Linked DNA regions of Sus scrofa: region 1 is linked to region 2. A link is a contact called in public HiChIP or PLAC-seq data. All regions are on one chromosome and are shown on one strand. Each heading gives the region's core, a stretch centred on a gene start, on an enhancer-like site or on the middle of the called end of the contact. The rest is flanking DNA. Distances are from core to core; before and after follow the strand shown. Region 1 has its middle 150 kb from the start of MIR9807. Region 2 overlaps LOC106507125 (a long non-coding RNA gene).

Region 1 (6,103 bases), core at 902-3,401, 450 kb after region 2:
CGCGCAGTGGAGACGCTGACAGTGCCAGGTGGCTCCCGTCTTCATTCTCCTGTGATGCCAGCACCCTCTTTAGGATTCTCCCCAAGGCCGCTTAAAACACCCCTGGAAGCTCTGAAGAGGGTCCTCCAGGTTCAGGACCCTGCAGAGGGGGAAATGCAACCAGCTCTGCTGACCCTGGGGTGCACAGTGAGGTTGGTTCCTGAGTGTGAAGAAAGTTGCAGCGTGGATGTAACTGCTGCTACGGCAAGGGCCTGCCTCTGTGGGGGTGAGGCAGTAGGGCCGTGGTGCCCCTCACAGGAGGTGCAGGCGAGGGGAACCCACAGAAAACAGAGGAAGCAGTCCCTTCTGCAGGGGTGAGCTCTCCCTCTAGCGCCTCCTACCGGCCGAGCGAGCTGAGCAAGGAGAAGGGTGGTTTCTGGGGGCCCAGTCGGGGCGAGGTGAAATCCAATGTGGAAGGACGGGCGTGGAGTCAGGAGGCAATAACTTAATAACTGACACCCCTGAATGAGACAGGAAGGCTCCAAGGGCTCTGAATGAGGGGGTGACAGAGATGACTCACGGAGGCGGGGAGGAGAGCGGTCACGGCGGAGGTGGGAGGAGGTGGCTGGGTTCTGGATATTGTTAGTCTCGCTGGATTCGCTGATGACGTGCCTGTGGGCTGGGAGAGAGCGAGGAGTCAAGGGTGACTCCCACATCTTGGCCTGAGTCACTGAATGGAGACAAATCCTCAGGAAAGGGAAGGTCAGGGCAGAGCAGGCTCCCAAAAAGAGGGCCATCTGGAGCTCGGCGGGGGGCAGGTGAGCTCCGAGGGGCCCCAGCCTGCAGCTCAGGCAAGGAAAGGTCTGGGTCAGAGGTGTGAGACGGCCCACCAGAGAGATGCCTTGTAGAGCCAGGGGGGCGCATGGGATCAGCAGCGGTGTGTCAGCACTGCTCAGAAGGCCCAGCAGCCAGGAATGGGATCTGGAGTCAGGATGAGGTAGATCTGAATCTGATTCTCCCACCATTGGATATTCCCGGGCAGGTCTTCACCCCCTGAGCTTTGATTCCTCATCTGCAAAGTGGGGGTGCCAAGCATACTGGTGGCTTTGGTCCTCTGAGAGGATGCCGTGCAGTGAAGGAAGGAAAGCCCCCCAAGCCAGCACCTGACACACATTCCAGGCTGGAGAGCGAGGCCGCATCAAGTCTGTCCTCTCGGGGTGGGGTGGAGGGGGGGGACTAAGGACAGAGGACGTCAGGAGGGGAACTTGAGTGCCTCCTGACCTCCGGATGAATGTGGGCTCATGGGAGGCGGGGGGAACCGCTCCTCTTACTTGTGAATAACTGGCCTCGGAGTGAGAGACACAGGGCAACCATCAGCTATGAACAAAAAGGAAAGTCAGATTCACAAAAGGATTGTCTTTAAAAAAAAAAATCAGCAATCTTTGAAAAAGCCAGAACTGAGTTTGCAGGGCAAGAGCAACAGAGAAACAGACTCCTGCCGCGGGCTGAGCCAGGAGGCGCCAGTGCGTGCCTGCCGGGAGCCGGGAGGGGAGCTGGGCTGAGTCAGCCCGGGCGCTGCATCACGACACTCGCCCCCACACGCCAGTCACCACCCGCGGCAGATCCGCCTGGGAGCGACCCCAGCCTCCCGTTAATTGTTCACCTCTCATCAAGCACTCTCACAGGAGGCAGGCGTGTCTGTCCAAGGGCCCCGCTGCGGGGTTCTGGAAGGTGCTACTGTATTCCTGGCCCAAGAACTGAGGCCAGCTGCTTGCACAGGGCGCGCCCCTCCTGGGGGGTAGGTCAACTCAGGAAACCAAGCCACAGATCACGACGCTCAGAAAATCCAGCAGTGCAGTGAGGGAGTCTGGCCGTCCTTGGGGAGCTCCTTAAAAGCACCCCGCCTGCTGGACCCCCGGGGCGGGGGCGGGGGAGAAGAGCAGCGCCCCCATCCCCATCCCCAGGGAGGCAGGAGGGACTTCTGAACAGTCTCTCCACGGTCACCTCATTTGGTATCCGAAGCTCTTTGCGTCGCTCTGTTTACAGCAGCCTTTTCCTGCACAAGTTCCCAGCACTTTCACAATGTAAAAAATGACTGTCCGGGGATTCTGCTCCAAGCAGCTGTTTCTGGATGCTCGGACAGAGCCATCTGGAACAGAGATTCCCAACCTCAGCTGCAATCCGAGTATCTGGGGGAGGCGCTCACGGCACCGATGCCTGAGCTCGCCCGGCCGACTGCTACGGGCTACACCGTGTCCCCCCAGATTCATGGTGGAAGTCCTAACCCCAGCGCCTCAGAGGGTGCTCCTCTTGGCCATCAGGTCTTTGGAGGGTGGCTAAAGTGAAAGGAGGTCACGACAGTGGGCCAGCTCCAATGTGACCCGTGTCCTCATGAGAACAGGAGATGAGAGCACGGACCCCCTGTAAGGATGCGGGAAGAAGGCAGGCGGCTGCAAGCCCAGCAGAGAGGCCTCAGAAGAAACTAACGCTGCCAGGGCCTTGATCTTGGACTTCTAGCCCCCAGAGCTGCGAGACAATACATGTCTGCTGTTTAAGCACCACCCCACCCCCTGAAGTCTGTAGAACTTTGCTGTGGCAGCCCCAGGAAATAAACACACCGACTGAGTCAGACTCTGTGGGAATGAGGCCCAGGCATCAGTATTTACGAAGGTTCTTCACGTGTCTGGACTGCAGCTGCATTTTAGAATTCGCTGTTCTAGGCAATAAATCCCCTCCAGGCCGCTCAAACCCAGGCTGACCCTCAGGACTGCTTCACTAAGACGGCGTCACTCGAGGGGCTTGGTGTAACTTCCCTCCCTCCTTCCATCTTGAGAATAGCGAATCGGACAGATCGTTGCCCTCGCCTCGACCTCAGGCTCAGCGTCAATGAAGTTCCATCCACCCTCCTTCCACTAAAACCTGAAACCACTGGGTGTTTCCTAAGAAAATCTCTAACAAAGTCGAGGGCCTAGAAAAGGGCTCTAATCTGATGAACGACCCCGGGGGAGGGAAAAGTCTGCTTCGAAGGCAATCGAGGGACGAAGAGGCCACATCTTCCCTCTTTGGAGCACGGCCCAGTCAAACAGAATGTCTTTTTTTGGTCCACAGTAACATCTTCCTCGGAACGGTCAAGTGGCCCTCTTAAGTGCAGGCAGGGACAGGGGCAGCGGTCTCTGGGAACGGCCAGGCCTCCTTTTTTTTTCTCCTGGTTGGTTCAAAATAAGCCATCGGTGGTAGTCTGGTCACTGTGCCGCTTTAAATAATGATACTAAGAGGGGGTTTCCCTTCTGGCTCAGTGGGTTAGGAATCCGACATGGCATCCATGAGGATGTGCGATGGATCCCTGGCCTCACTCAGTGGGTTAAGGATCTGGTGTTGCCACAGGCCGCAGTGAGTTGCAGATGCAGCTCGGACCCCATGGCGGTGGTATAGGCTGGCAGCTACAGCTACAATTTGACCCCTAGCCTGAGAACTTCCATATGCTGCAGGTGCAACCATAAGAAGAAAAAAAACCAAGAATGATACCAAGATGGACAGAGAGCCTGCACCCTCCTCTCCTGATGGCCTGTGCCTCTGTGTGCCCACCTGTAACCCAGACCCGGGAAGTCGGGACAGCTGAGCGCCACATGGGGAAGGTGAACTGTCAAGGCTTTTAAGCATCCTCCCTTTCAAACATATGTGGAACCTTATCCACATATGTTTTCCCGGCACTGGTGTACCGTCCCCTCCCCCTCTTTTTTTGTTCATTCCTGAAAGCTTCTATTATCAATCACTGCATGGGGTAAATTTTCAAATCAACAGTCAGAGTTTTTAAGCTGCATGACTTCTATTACACTCAGAGGAGGCAGGTGACCAACATCGTTTTGAGATGCAGTCTCAAAACCGCGCTCAGCGGCTTATTTCCTTGGTGTTCATCCATTCACCTTCACGGCCCATATCAAGGCTGGGTTGTGACAAAGGCTTCTCCGAGGATGGCTCTGTCTCTCGCGGAGGGCCCAGGCCGAGAGGGGAGTGGAGACAATGGGCTAGGAGAGAGAAAGGCCGGCGAGTGGGTGTGCAGCCCACTTTTCCTCGGCACTCTTTCACACTCTGCGAGGAAGGGACGTGGCTTGAGGCTGGGTGTCTAGTTCTCCCTCCATCCTTGTAGCTTCCCTTCTCCCAATCACGGAAGTGGCCCTGAAGGATGCCTTCCGCCCACTGGCGAGTCTGTCCCTAAACGAGAGGTCCTGACCCACATTCCAGCAGCTCCACCTCTCTGCCCTAATGGGGGCCAGTCTTGGCCCCTCCCCTCTGGTCTGGTGTTTCTTTCTGGCTATTTGAACTTTGGTGTCTGATCTCATCTTTCTACCCAGACGCTGCCTTTTATGTGACAGTTAGAGGTTAAGGAAGACCTCTGGATAATCTCTAGGCCACCCAAGTCCAGGCCACTGAGTGTCTAACATCTTCCCTGCAATTTCAGCCAATCTGGGCATCTAGCCCAAGCTCCCACACCTTCACATTCTGGTTCTGGGCTGCCTCCTCTGGACCCCTGGTCTTCAGTACCCTTCCCACGACAAACACAGAGGCACCAGAGGGGGGACGCACATCAGGCACAAGCTAAGAATCCACCATATATTCTCAAATTCCTCTAGGCAACCCCACAATCTGGAGGCAGGTGGGCGGTCCTCTCACGCTGCCCTCCTCTGACCCAGCACTCAGCTCTCCCGAGGATTTCTCCCAGAAAACTGAATCTTCTTCCCTCTATGCTGCAGAGAGGCTCAGGAAAAACTTTTTTTTTTTTTTTGACTTTTTGCTATTTCTTTGGGCCGCTCCCGCAGCATATGGAGGTTCCCAGGCTAGGGGTCGAATCGGAGATGTAGCCACCGGCCTACGCCAGAGCCACAGCAACGCAGGATCAAAGCCGCGTCTGCAACCTACACCACAGCTCATGGCAACGCTGGATCCTTAACCCACTGAGCAAGGGCAGGGACCAAACCCGCAACCTCATGGTTCCTAGTCGGATTCGTTAACCACTGCGCCACGACGGGAACTCCAAGAAAAACTTTTGTCCCACACGTGTCCCCTTTACAATGGCCCACAGCCTTTCTCTGAGGAAGGGGCTCACCTCGGGCAATTCCCTCTTCAAAGGCCAGCTTCATCCAGTAGGGTCCTGCCTCCCTGCTGCCCCATCTGATGTGAGCAGCGGCAAACAAGTCAAGCAAGAGCTGGCCGGGGCGGGAAGCTCTGCCAAGAGGGAACCACCACACCGCGTGGTCCCATCAGGCCTCGCAGGACGCGGGGTGGTGAGATCCGTCACGTCTGCGGCCACATCTGGGGAGGAGCAAGCAAGCATCACCAGAAGAGGCACAAGGAAGCCCGAATCGTGAGGAGTGGAACGAGAGACAGCAGGGGCTGCAGCGGTAGCAGAGGCTGACACAGGCAAGGAGAGCAACCCCGCAAGACCAAGTGAGGAGTCTGGGATGCAAGAGGCCCCGTTTCCCTGGGCTGCCTCAGGCATCGGAGGACCTCTGTGCGCCTGATCACCTGAAATAGTGGGTTCAGGGCCGCTGCTCTGAGCAAACTCCGAGCACTCACCTCCTGCTGTCTCCCCTACCCCCCAGCCCCGGGGCAGGGAGCGCTTCCTCGTTCACAGGTGTATGCTCCCGTTCACAGCCTCTAGCAGACAGCTGCCTCTAAGGGCTGGATTTCCTTCCGGTCTGGCCCTCTGCATTGTGCCTAGGATGCTGCTCTAGTTTCCTAGGAGTCCTCCTATGTCATCAGGCAAAAGTAAATGGTATAGAAAACGTTACACCCAAATATAAGACCTTGATCTTTCCTCCTCCAGGTTGACAAATTGCAAGGGGTCATTGAAACTACATGTCAACTGGTTCCCACGGAAAAAAAGCTGAAAGACCTTTGCTGCAAAAACAAAAGCTGTGATTCCCTCCCCCACACACTTGGGCAGCCAAGCTGTCACTGAAGCAGCAAACCGGAGGTGTGGGAACTCCTGCAGTCGCCCCTGTGCGGACCAACGGTAGACTCGGCGAGCCTGCAAGTCCTCAGGCCAAGTACAAGTTGCCCAGTTCAGGGAGGGGTCTTCTAGTTCTACCACAGCCATTCTACACATACACACACACACACACAC
Region 2 (5,805 bases), core at 2,867-5,366:
TCCCCAGACCTCAGCCACTTCCAGTTACTGGTGGAAGGAGAGAATCACCGATTTCAATGAGAGGGTCAGGTTTTCTATTTTGATTGGACTAAACTTTTTCATATCTAAAAAATGAAGCACTTCATGCATCCCTGAGACTGACCAGGAGAGAGGGTCAGTGAGATTTCACTCCATGTTGGGGACCGTTAGTCCTGGCCATGGGCAGACGTTTACATCACACTTAAGGTTTTACCTGTGTTAACTCACTTAATCCTTAACAACAGCCTTGAGAGATAAATAGTCTGATTGTTTCCATTTCACAGATGAGGAGGCTGAGGTCCAGAGAAGTTAAATAAATAAGGCACCGTCCACAGCTAGTAAATGGCAAAGCCTGGATTTGAAACCAGATTTCACAGTCACTTCTTCATCCCTGAATCTTTATTCCTATCATTTTTTTTTTTTTTTTTGGTTTTTTGTCTTTTTAGGGCTGTACCCATGGCATATGGAGGTTCCCAGGGTAGGGGTCTAATTGGAGCTACAGCTGCTGGCTTACACCACAGCCACAGCAATGTCAGATCTGAGTTCTGTGACCTACACCACAGCTTACGGTAACACTGGATCCTTAACCCACTGAGGGAGGCCGGAGATGGAACCCACATCCTCATGGATGCTAGACGGGTTCGTTAACCACTGAGCCATGATGGGAACTCCTTATTCCTATTCTTAACCAAACCTCATCCAGCTTCAAGGTCCAACTGTACTTGTTTCCATCTAAGAACTTCCTTGACTATGCCAGCTGAAGGGACCTCCCCTGCTTTATGTTTTCAGGAGTCCAGTCATGGCTGTAGAGTGGCCATTGCCCTTAACAGTGGGGGCATCTTCTGAGGAATCACCTTCAGAACCTGAGGCACATCAATGCTGCTTTTGAAGGCGGAGGTGCTGTTTCGAACCACCTGGAAGTCATTTGGAGTCCAGCGAAAGAGTCCATTAAGGTAGGAGAAACCATTCTTGGGAAAAGGAAATAGGATACACCATACCTGAATGGGCTGGTTTTGTGGCTTGAAAACTGGATCTAAATTGCCAAAAAGAAAGCCCCCCCCCCGCCAAGGAGGTGAGTTCTGGCAGCTTTACTGGAGAGCATGTATTCCAGGGATGTAGGCAGGGTCAGACGCATTCGGAAGTGTATGTTGCTTATGTGTGTGTGTGTGTGTGTGTCACACATATACTAATCACGCTCGTTGCTTTATGCTCAACTTTCATTTATGTTCTTTCTGTACAACTAGGTATGAAATGTAAAGACAGAGACTCCTTTCCCTCTTAACATTCCCTTTGCCACCAGCTGTAACATGCAAATACGTTATGTTAGCCTGAGAGGGAGCTTCTATGTTGGGGAAAGTTTCTCTTTGAGTAGAATTAAGAGGGGCGTCCTGGCCTGCAGATGAGCTGGGGTGCAAGGCTGAAGGAAAGGGACAAGGGTAGAGTAACTTGCGATGAAGTCGGTCTTGCATAAGGCATCTCCTGAGGGCAGAGTTTACTAGAAACACAGGAGATATAATTAGAAAGTGATACTTTATGGGCAGATTAGATTTTTATCTTTTAGGCCAGTGGTTTCTAATTTTTTTTATTAGCGATTTCCCCCTGCTCCCTCCCATTAAGGCCCCCCAAACAGAAATGCACTATAGGAATCCTCTTTTTTTGTTCTCCGCTTTATTGCACTTCGAAGAAGTTGAATTTTTTTTTGGCTTTTTACAATTGAAGGTTTGGGGCAATCCTGTAAGCAAGGTTATCGGTGCATTTTCCCAGCAGCATTTGCCGCCTCCACGTCCCTGTGTCGTGTTTTGGTAATTTTTGCAATATTTCATCAAACTTTCTCATTCTTAATATATTTGTTATGGTGACTCATAATCAGTGACCTTTGACCCTGCCATTTGCAAAAGGATTACAACTCGCAGAAGGCTCAGAGGATGGTCACTATTGTTTAGCAATAAAGTATTTTTAAACTAAGGTATATACCTTGTGTTTTTAGACCTCATGTGTTTGTACACTTAATAGACTATGTTGTGTAATCATAATTTTATATGCACTGGAAAACCAAAAAATTCCTGTGACTCCGCTTTATTGCAATTTTTGCTTTATTGTTGTGGTCTGGAACCAAACCTGCACTATCTCGGAGGAACGCCTGTACGTAGAACAGATGAAAATAAGAAGTCTCTGGCTCCGGTTGCAAGGGCAGGGGCCTGCGACGGGCCCTCTCATTGTGGTCCCCCCTACACATGCCCCGGGCACCTCTGAGGAATCCTAGGGCTCTTCCATAGCAGTCTGAACTACTGGTGTGGACACTGGGGATGTGTCCACACCAGAAGCAGGTGGGTTTGTGCTTTCCCATCTCTGCGTGCGTGTAGCCTCTAGCTTCCTGAGGGGTCCAACTCTGCTCCTCACACCTTTAAATCTCACTGCTTTCCCTCGAGTTCTGCAGCACCCCTCTCCCTGCAGCACGCTCCGCTCAACAGCCGTTGTCCTTCTTCCCTTGCTAACAGAACCCAGCTTTAATCTGGACGGCGACGTACTCAGTGACACTGATGGCTTGTGACTGGTCCAAGGCAGGGATTGGCAAGATCCAGCTGCCAACTCTTTGGGTAAAAATTTCTTGGAACACAGACACTCATGCCTCTACCTTTCATCTCCAGGTGCTTTCATGCTGCAACAGCAGAGATGAGACCGTAGAGTTTGCAAAGACTGCATTATTTACTCTCTGGCCCTTTGCAGGCAACCAAGGCAAGCCCATTCTCCTTGGCCAGACATAGGTAGACATATATTCGCTTTTGACCAAGGGTATGTCATGTAAAATCTGCTGGAAGCAATTGAAAAAGATTTTCCTTCCTTATGAGAGAGGAGGATATGAGGAGGACGTTATTTTTGTCCTTCTCCCTTCGGTTCTAGCACATGAAGGTATGATGTCTGGAGCTACGGCAGCCGCGGTGAGCCTGAGGCCCTGATGGTATCGAACCTTCCTTAGGACCATTTACTTTCAAACTTCTGGTTGAGCAAACAATAAAAATTCCTACGGGGAGTTTCCGTTGTGCAGCAGAAACAAATCTGACTGGTGTCCATGAGGATGCGGGTTCCATCCCTGGCCTCTCTCAGTGGGTTAAGGATCCAGCGTTGCCATGAGCTGTGGTGTAGGTCGAAGATGCAGTTTAGATCCTGTGTGGCTGTGGCTGTGAGGTAGGCCGGCGGCTCCAGCTCTGATTAGACCCCTAGCCTGAGAACCTCCATATGCTGCGGGTGTGGCCCTAAAAAGCAAAAAAATAAAAGAAGTAGTTTAAGCAACTCCTCATTGCCACGAGATGTAGAGTCACCAGGGTATTTTGTTTAAAGCCTAACAGCCAAAGGCAAAGTGCTTTTGTGGAAGGTGTGCCATTGAGGGGAATAGAGCAAATCCAGTGGCTACTGATAATGATAGTGAATAACTTTCAGAAACTTCCAGCACTCCGGTCACTCCACCAAGTACTTTACCTTCCCGTTTTCATTATCGCAAAACCCTCTGGAGACACCGTTATCGTTATCTCCATTTTGCAAATAAGGAGCGTTAGGCTTCGAGAAATTTAGTGACTTGCAAAAAGTTACACAGTTAAGTGGTAGAGTTCAGTCTGCACCCATGTCTGCTGACTTCAAACGCCAGGCTCTTGACATCGATTTTACCCGGCCTCTTCTGTCCTCAGACCTGGGTTCAGATTCCAGCTCAGCCACTTGGCCAGCAAGTTACTTAGTCTTCTGGAGTCTCAGTCTCTCCACAGTCACGTGGGGATAATCCCTTCCTCAAAGAGAACGCTCCTGCCACGGTGCCTGAGGCATGATGTGTCACCCTTTGGGGTCACAGGTTTGTTTCTTTGGGCCTAAATGGATAGCAGTACATGAGCTGGAGGAGTAACCAAGAGGCAGAAAAGAGAGTAGCCAGGGAAGGGAAAATAGACCCAGTGAGCGGAGAGAGTCAGCCCAGTTCCTGACCAAGTGAAGGAGGCTGGCCTCGGGCCTAGAACAGCTTCCCTGAGGACGGAGAGAGAGGGAGAGAACCAGCATAGTCACTTGTGGCCACACCTTGTGTTTGACCAAGGACTTGGTGACCTTAAGGCCAGCTGTGGCACAGCGTGTTAAGGATTTGGCATTGTCACTGCAACAGCTTTGGTTGTGGCGCTGGCGCGGGTTGGATCCCTGGCTGGGGAATTTTCACATGCCACGAGGCCAAAAAAAACCCAAAAGGTCAGCTGTGTCCTGTCTCAAGTTACCTTGAAAAGTTATAAGGAACTAAACAAAAGGAAATCCTCTGGGTTGTTGGTGTCTTTCCTCTTTGTGTAATACTGAGCCACTGTGCATAAGGGAGCTTCTTCAGGGTCAAGGTCACTGGCATCCACAGCCGTTAGCACGTTTGCACTTCCCATTACTGTCCTGAGCCGTTTGCCTGTGAGGAATGGGTGTCTGAAGACCCCATGGTTCTCAGCTTCATTTGAGTGGTTTCTGCTCTGAGCACTCCCGCAGTTTCTAGTTGAAAAGAGTAGTTGAACCACTCTGCTCAAAGAGCTTATGGAAAATATATGGAGTTTAGAGTTTAAAAACCATATTTTATTTTTAGGCCTTTTTTTTTTTTTTTTCTTTTTAGGGCTGCACTCGAGGCATGTAGACGTGCCCAGGCTAGAGGCTGAATCAGAGCTATAGCTGCCGGCCTCCACCACAGCCACAGCAACCCCCCATCTGAGCTTCGTCTGTGACCTACGCGGCTGCTCACAGCAACGCTGGATCCTTAACCCACTGAGCGAGTCCAGTGATCAAACCTGCATCCTCATGGGTGCCAGTCAGGTTTGTTATTGCTGAGCCACAGTGGGAACTCCCTAGGCCTATTTCGAAGGAGAGAGCAAAGGAAAGCAGGAAAAATGATCCCCATGACTTATTATGTAACATCCAGATGTTTGGCATCAACCAGGCCAGATGAGGGGTGATTTTGCTCATTCTTCATCTGGTTGCTGTGGCCTCCCCATAGAGGCAGGGAGAGCAAAGATCACATAAGACGCTTGCTAGGCTGGCCTCCTCCCTTCCACTCGGCCTGTCAGGAGACCCGTGAATATCCAGCTGCATTTTTAAACTCTGATGCAACAAATTCTTAATGAACACATTCCTAGACCCAGCATGGGCTTGAGTAGCTTCTAGAAATCACCTCATGATGGCTCCGGGTAGACAGAGCAGTGGGCGAAGGCTGTTTTCCCTTCCCATTCAGGTGTTTTAGGCTTGGGGGACCTAAAGTTGTTTCATCTTAAACGTACAGGTCTAACCTAGTATTAAAATGTGCCTGTGTACTTTGAAAAAGAGACAGCTGCTCTTCAGTGCAATAGAGAGATGCCACACTTTAGCTGGCTTTGTTTGCTGGCATGGATGTTTGCTCTTGCCAGAAATGCCTGCAAAGGGCAACAAGCACGGTTCTGCTAGGATGCAAAAACCAGGACCTGATTAGTGGAAGGTTTCCTGGAAGAGCATTTTCTCTGCACACTAAGCTCTACGTATCCTGTGGGGAAATCCTTTCAATCCCGTACCTGATAAATAAATCTGGCAAGTGAATAAACACTGTGGAAATCTCTCACTGACATATATTTCCACCTGTTATGTGAGTTCTGCCAGCCTCTGAGCTGGGGCAGTGTTGTGTACCTTTCAGACTGACCTGGAACAAAGCCTGTCAAGGAGAAGATGTGTCTGCTTCCACCCTGCCTGGCGCTGAGCACTTGGCTTCAACCTTCATAGGAACCAAGGGCGTGTTCAGGGCTAATGTTGACATCCTGG

The links. HiChIP or PLAC-seq counts read pairs in DNA pulled down with a chosen protein or histone mark.
Region 1: an H3K27ac HiChIP or PLAC-seq map of skeletal muscle shows a contact between it and region 2. The contact joins two enhancer-like sites. A contact is called at or near these places in 5 of 47 Hi-C or Micro-C datasets (embryonic fibroblasts, fetal skeletal muscle, heart right ventricle and 1 more) and 1 of 2 datasets of contacts at active chromatin or transcription factors (skeletal muscle).

The regions. Positions count from the first base shown.
Region 1 is chr7:10,909,875-10,915,977 of Sscrofa11.1, forward strand. No RefSeq gene overlaps it. Among named protein-coding and RNA genes, the nearest start is that of MIR9807, 150 kb to the left of the region's middle. Within about 2 kb of position 2,152, at least 25 of the 83 cell types and tissues checked have an H3K27ac peak or open chromatin away from gene starts, as enhancers often do. A contact at or near this core is called in skeletal muscle, where this site is marked.
Region 2 is chr7:10,454,890-10,460,694 of Sscrofa11.1, forward strand. It overlaps LOC106507125 (a long non-coding RNA gene), which reads left to right. Exons shown (of 4, transcript XR_002346312.1): 2 at 808-971. Among named protein-coding and RNA genes, the nearest start is that of CD83, 110 kb to the left of the region's middle. Within about 2 kb of position 4,117, at least 6 of the 83 cell types and tissues checked have an H3K27ac peak or open chromatin away from gene starts, as enhancers often do. A contact at or near this core is called in skeletal muscle, where this site is marked.